2 separate regions of the Mus musculus genome follow, and region 1 is linked to region 2. A link is a contact called in public targeted proximity ligation data. All regions are on one chromosome and are shown on one strand. The core of a region is the stretch at or near the end of the contact, and the rest is flanking DNA. Distances in the headings are between cores, read along the strand shown. Region 1 overlaps Gldc (glycine decarboxylase). Region 2 overlaps Il33 (interleukin 33).

Region 1 (3,353 bases), core at 397-2,896, 170 kb after region 2:
GATAAACTGGACTCATCCAGTAAAGAGGGGTAGGATAAAAAAGGCCCCAAAGTTGGGAGGAGGTAAGAAGATCAGGGTAGATTTGTGGGAGGAGAAAAGTTGGGAGTGAATAAGATCCAAACACATTGTATTTGCATGACTGAAATTCTTAAGAGTTAACAAAAATATTATATTAAAAAGGTGAGGAGGTGGAGCAATAGAATTACAAAGTGAAGTGGCCTGGCCCATGTGTGATTGTCTTCATTTGAAAGGAAATGGTCCCACTAGGCTCTTAGGGAGTGGCATTATTAGGACTTGTATCCTTGATGGAGTTGGTGTGGTCTTGTTGGAGGAAGTGTGTCACTGGGGGTGGGCTTTGAGGTTTCAATTGTTCAAGCCAGGCCCAATGTCTCTCTCTTCCTGGTGCCTGCAGATTAGGATGTAGAACGCTCAGCTCCTTCTCCAGCACTATGTCTGCCTGCACACTGCTATATTTCCCACCATGACAATAATGGACTAAACCTCCAAAACTGTAAGCAAGCTCCAATTCAATGCTTTCCTTATTAAGAGATGCCTGGGGTCATGGGGTTGTGGTATAGAAGCTAGGATTCTCTACGCCTCCCCCGGAGAACACAGATTGGAGCCACTGCTGCAACATTCTCACAGTGACTGCCTCAGAAGGTTAGAGGTAAGCAGCTCGTGTGAATTAAGCCTGGGCGGGCAATCAAAAGGTCTTCTGGTTGTGTGGTCACTCCCAGCATTTTCCTGGCACAGCACGTGCCAGCCAGACTGTGCGGCCACTGCCCACTGTCAAAGGAAGAGCCACCTGAAAAGTTCTTCAGGGACTGGAATCCAATGCAACATTGGGCTTGTCCAAGATGAGAGGCAGATAGAAACATTAGTCAAATTATGCTGCCAAAGACCAAACACAGGAAAGCCCTTTGGAGCACGTGGTGAACCTAACCCAAAAGATAAGGGCCCTGAAAGGTTAAAAAAAAAATCCCTTCTCTTACAAATCTACCATCTTTTCTGGGTGTGGCAAGAGGCCATGTCTGTAATCCCAGCACTGTGCAATGTTAAGACAGGTCAATCACAAATTCCAGTCTGCTTGAGCTACACAGTGAGATGCTCTATCATAAAACAAAGCAAAGCAAAACAAAACAAAACAAAACAAAGCAAAACAAAACAAAGCAAAACAAAAACAAAATCCCACGAAAGCATCTAACAAAAGAGACTGACTGACCAATACCACCAACAAAACAGTCGTTTTACGTAAAGTAATTCCTTTTCTCTTCATTGTAGCAGAATAAAATATTTCTCCGGCTTCTCCACCTATCTCTTTTACCCTTGTTTGCTTTAAAAGCCCACCAGCCTGGACAGTTTAGTTAATATTCAGATCTCAGCTCACGCTGGCAAGCCTGGAGCTCATTAAAACGATTGCCTCACAGGCATCTACAATTCCAACATCTGATTTACTGCTGGTAAATATGATTAAGACGAGCACTGGTCTTCTAATAGTGCCATAGGACACGTTAGGATTCACCGTGATTATTGAAAACATTCCTAGTTTGAGTCCCCAAAGCACAACAGTGCTGGGGTTCCGGGCCCCAGAATAGGAGATCTGAAATTGTGCAACATATGTGTTTAGCAGACCAACATGAGTCAATGTTTGGTTTGACTGACTTGAGGATTGAGTAATCAAGTCTGCAAGCAGCAATCCATTTCAGTTCGGGATGAGAACTGCTACTTGCAATTTAATTTGGGGGTAAAATGTCAAAAACAAATGGAAATTCCATCCATCTTTCTGTACTCTGAAGTCCCAAGGGATGGAGTAGGGCTCCCTGCCCCAAGCCACTACATAAATGCTAAGTGCGTGGTGACATCTGACCTTCTCTCGTGGGTGCCAACCAGCCCCATTCAATTTAAGTCACATTAATTCCTGCTTTCAAAACCTAAACTTTGCAATCAGTGAACACATTAAAAATTGCTGAATTGTGCAGCTTAAACGAGCAAATTATATGAGGAGGTATGCTAATTCCATCTTAGCAATGCTGCCTAAAATAAAACGTAATGTAAGACATTTAGGGCTGGGACAGCTCATCCTTAGGATATATGCCTAGCAGGAGTGAAGCCCTAGGTTCAAAAACAAGTACTGCCACCAATAATTAACTAAAGAAATGAAAGAAAACCTTAAGTATTAGAAATTAAAACAAAGTCTCTTCCAGTCATGAAATTGATAATTTTTTTTAAACCTTTGTTGTTTTTTTTTTCGTCTATTCTTCTCACTATACTCTTGGTGTGATGGGCACTCTCAATACTAGTAGCATAAAATAACTGACACGGTGTCTTGAGAAAATTAAAGAAACATGTATAAAAAGCTCAAAGCCTCCATATCCCTTTTTATAAGTTATCTAAAGAAATAGTTTTTCTCAAAAAACAAAAACAGAAACACACTATTGGAGGGGTTGTTCTTATTAGCAACAATACAATGCAAATAGCTGAAAATTTAACTATAGACTCACAGGGCATCCACACTATTCAGTCACATAGGGAAAAACTCACGGAAATAGGATAGGTAGGCATTGTGGAGCTGTGGGGAAAATGTAATACTGCACAGCCACATAAGACATAAAAGATGACAGCACATGTGTGTGTGAGAAAGAGAGAGTCGGGGGAGAGGCAGGGACAGAGACTGAGCAACCACATAAAGACATTGGTGGTGGTAGTAGTGGTGGGTTTGTGTGTGTGTGTGTGTGTGTCTGTGTGTGTGAGAGAGAGAGAGAGAGAAAAATAGAAAGAAAATAGAGAGAGAGATTGAGAAAGAGAGAGCAATGAAGCAACCACATAAAAAGACATTGGGCTGTGCTGTGCTGTGCTGTGCTGTGCTGTGCTCTGGTACACTGCATGTGTAAGTAGGAGGACAGAGGCTTGCTGGTCAGCCAGCCTAGCTCATAGCTGAAATGGTGAGCTTCAGGTTCCTTGAGAGACCTTGTCTTAAAAAAATAATGAAAGAACCATTAAAGAGCTATTAAAGAAGGTGTTTCTATGTCAACCTCTGGCTTCCACATGCACTAAGAAGGATGAGCATACTCTCCCACACAGATGCAAAAATAAATAGATAAATAAATAAATAAATCCTCCAAACTGCATCTGTGATGTTAGCTTATTGTCCAAGAGAAATAAGAGCGGGAATACAGTGAAACATTCAGTGTTAGCTTTATCTGGCTGACGATGCAAGTATCACTTAGATTTTCCCTCTCATGGCTTTTTTTTTTTTCCTCCAGACTTCTGAATTGAACAATATGCATCATTTATATAACCAGACAGCATAAATATTCAATCCCCTCCTTAAAGCAAATACACACCAGGCTGGA
Region 2 (3,360 bases), core at 154-2,653:
ATTCCAAAAATGTGTCCCTGGTTGGGAATAGAAAAAAGAGAAACTGAAACAAACACTTTATTCCTATTTGATATTTCATATTTATTTTGAATTTCTATAAAAGTCATTTATGTATTTACTTACTAAGTTTTACTTAAAAACCTATTCTATATGTAGGAGAAAAATTTGTTTTGCCCTTCAGAGTTAAACTAAAGCCAAAGGTCTATGTGTTAAGCACATCCTTCACGTGGTTACACGCACCTTTCCTCTAGTGCTAACAGTTCTGAATACATAAAAACAAAATGAAACAGCAAACACCACTGTGGGCTCACCTGTGCGTGGGAGCTAACAGTGGACAGAGGGGACCAGGATGGCATCCTAGGAGTGAAAAAGGAGTAGGTGCAGAAGCAGGTACCCAAGGGGGATTCTGGGAGACAGGAGACACCACGCAGGACACATACACTCGCCTTGCTTTTAAGACAGGAAACCTGATAGAACAGTGAAAGGTCCAAGAAGTGGGGGTGGGGATATGCAGTATGGGGATCCTGAGCCTAGGATCCTAGGACCAGGAAGCCAGTCTATCTTTTTCAAAATCACACCAAACTTAATGCACACACATCAGGGACATTCAAAACACGTGTAAGTATAGAGTAGGTTTTGAGAGGAAGCCAGGAAATAAAAGGATGCCCTGAGCTGAATAAATTGAATGGTCAACCTAAGATTGGAGAGCATGGGCCAGCCGGAAGGTCAGCTACTCTACTTTAGGAAGTGTCGCCACCCAAGAACAAGAAGTCTGAGTCCCATTAGGATAAGATAAATAAAACATTAGGATTACGCTCCAGGGGTCAAAATGAAACATTTTCCGGCATCACTGGCAAGGACAGGTGAGCCAGGCTCTGCAGGTGTGGAAGCAGGTGGGCACTGATGAGTGACAGACACCTGTGCCCTATGACGTAAAAGGTACAGGGTGTGGAGGGAGATGATAGAGGCTGATGGGGAGGACACTATATCCAAAGAAGCAACAGCAAGGCAGAGCAGAGAATCACAGATAATAAAAGCTGGGGCTGGAGAGAAGGCTCGTGCTTAAAAGCACCTGGTATGCTTCCGGAAGACCCAAATTGGGTCCCTAGGATCTATGTGAGAGAGCTCACATCTAATACCCTCTTTTGATCCCCTTGGGCAAAAACAGGTATGTGTGTGTGTGTGTGTGTGTGTGTGTGTGTGTGTGTGTGTGCAAATTAATTTTTAATAATTAAAAACCAATACTAAGTGCCTCTCACTTTAAAGGCTTAAAGGAAATCTTTCCAGTAATAATGTGGTCCTCGCCCTCTTCTGGAGGGTGATCTGTCTAGACTCATTGCTTTGTCAGCTTTCTCCAGGGAGCACTTCCTTTCCCAGGGAGAGGGAAATTTCAGAGCAGTGGGAGGAAGGAAAGAGAAAGTAACTCAGCTCCGAGGAGGAGGGAGCTTTCACGACAGCTTTCCCTTCCCTTATTCCAGCCTCCGCCTGAAAGGAAGTGAAAACCAAGAGGGCACAGAGTTGGTGTAAGAGACCCACTGTGCGTCAGCATTGTCCTGTGATGAAGTCACTCTGTCTTAGAAAGCTTAGCCATCGACTATCAGCTAAGACCATGTGATGGTTTCAACTTGATATAACTTACAATGTCTGGAGAAAAGAGCCTAATCAAGGGGGTGTGTGCAGCGGGCCACACTGTACGGATGGCTTTGGGGGATGGTCTTGGTTAATGGACGTGGAGGGATCTAGCCCACTGTGAGTGGCACAATTCCCTGGTGAGGAGGAGGGGACTTCTAAGCAGTATAGGAATGGAGAAACTGAGCTGAATGCAAACAAGCCAGCCCGTAAGCATTTGTTTCCTTCTCTTGACTGCGATGAGATGTGAACAGCTGTTTAAAGTTCCTGTCTTGACTTCCCCCACGGGGGTACATAACCTGAAATTATGAACTTAAGTAAAACCATCCTTTTCCCAAGTTGCTTTTTGTTGGAGTATTTTATCACAGCTGTAGAAATAAAACTAAAGCAGATCATTTGGGGACACTGCCTCTTTCTATGCACTAGCAATATGTCTTTGAGATTCCCATCACAGACTCATGAATCTTCTCATGTTAGACCATAAAGGCTTGACACAGCATAAACTAGAACTTAGGCCCTGGAATTCAACATCATCCCATTCTAGCAATGTTCCCCATGCCTTCAGGGAAAGAGCTTGTTATCAGATCCGGCTTTACTTACAATTAGCAGTGTGGCCCTTGCCAGACCATCCCTGGGCAAGAGGTGAGCTACTGTTTACGCCGCTAACAGGGAGATAACCATATGCAAATAGCTAGTGAAAAGGCTCCTGGCTCACATAAGATGAATGGCCAAAGCTGTGAAGCTGTAGTCACCTCACGGACACTGTCCTCACTCAGGAGTGTCTTAATGGCTACAGATGACTCAGCAGTTAAGAGCGCATGCTGTTCTTGCGAAGGACCTGGGTTTAGCTGCCAGAACCCACATATGGCAACTCACAACCACTGGTAAATCCAGTTCCAGGGATCTGAGACCCTCTTTAGCCTGTGTAGGCACACACTCACACACATGCATGGTGTGCATAAATGCACACAGGCACGTACAGTGCACATACATTTTTTTAAACAATATATATATTATATGTTGTTTTATTTTATTTTTTTAAAGACTGACCTATTGTAAACTCCTCGCTCACCCTTCTTCTTGGCCTTCAGATGTTTCTTGTATAGTAGCCATAGTTTTTTTAAAAGGGAAAGGCCAGGACCCAAAGCTCAGTTGGTAGAGTGATTGCTTAGCATGAGCAAAGTCCTGGGTTCTAGGCACGATGGAGACAGAGTCAAGAGAGTCAGAAGGCCCAGACTGGGTCACTGAGCTTAGGTACAGTGGGCAAAGGTGCTTCCTGCTAAATCTTGTAAGTTTGATGCTTGGAACCCGTGTAGTAAAAGAGAGCAGCCGTCCCTGCAAGTTGTCCTATGATATTCATGGCCCGTGACTAACAAATAAATGTAATTTTAAAAAGTCCTCTACGCAGCGACTTGTATCGAGGTCTGGGATATGTGAATTTTCATCTAGAAGAAGAAGAGGAGGAGGGAAGGAAAGAAAAGAGAGAGGGAAGGGAGGAAGGGGCAGAGGGAGGAAGGGAGGTAAGAAAGAGAAATGAAAAAAAAAAAAAGGTCAAATCACATCCATATTGCTTAAAACCTTTTCTTTGGCTCCTTCTGTCTTTTAAGTTGAGGCTAGGCTACTTCCTTTGGCTTCTTGAGCCCAACCAAACATGCCTCCTGCTCTCTACCATCTCTACCCCCATCTACTATGTTCCTGATAGCCTATTGTGGTTCAACCAGGCTCCCCCTG

Evidence for each region.
Region 1: a targeted proximity ligation map of pancreatic cancer cells shows a contact between it and region 2. A contact is called at or near these places in 1 of 484 Hi-C or Micro-C datasets (the MNK3 cell line), 3 of 130 datasets of targeted methods (the 230-238 cell line and pancreatic cancer cells) and 3 of 9 other capture datasets (adipose tissue, liver and pancreatic islet).

The regions. Positions count from the first base shown.
Region 1 is chr19:30,105,950-30,109,302 of GRCm38.p6, forward strand. The region is part of intron 21 of Gldc (glycine decarboxylase); the gene reads right to left. Among named protein-coding and RNA genes, the nearest start is that of Gldc, 68 kb to the right of the region's middle.
Region 2 is chr19:29,938,993-29,942,352 of GRCm38.p6, forward strand. The region is part of intron 1 of Il33 (interleukin 33); the gene reads left to right. Among named protein-coding and RNA genes, the nearest start is that of Gm41832, 14 kb to the left of the region's middle.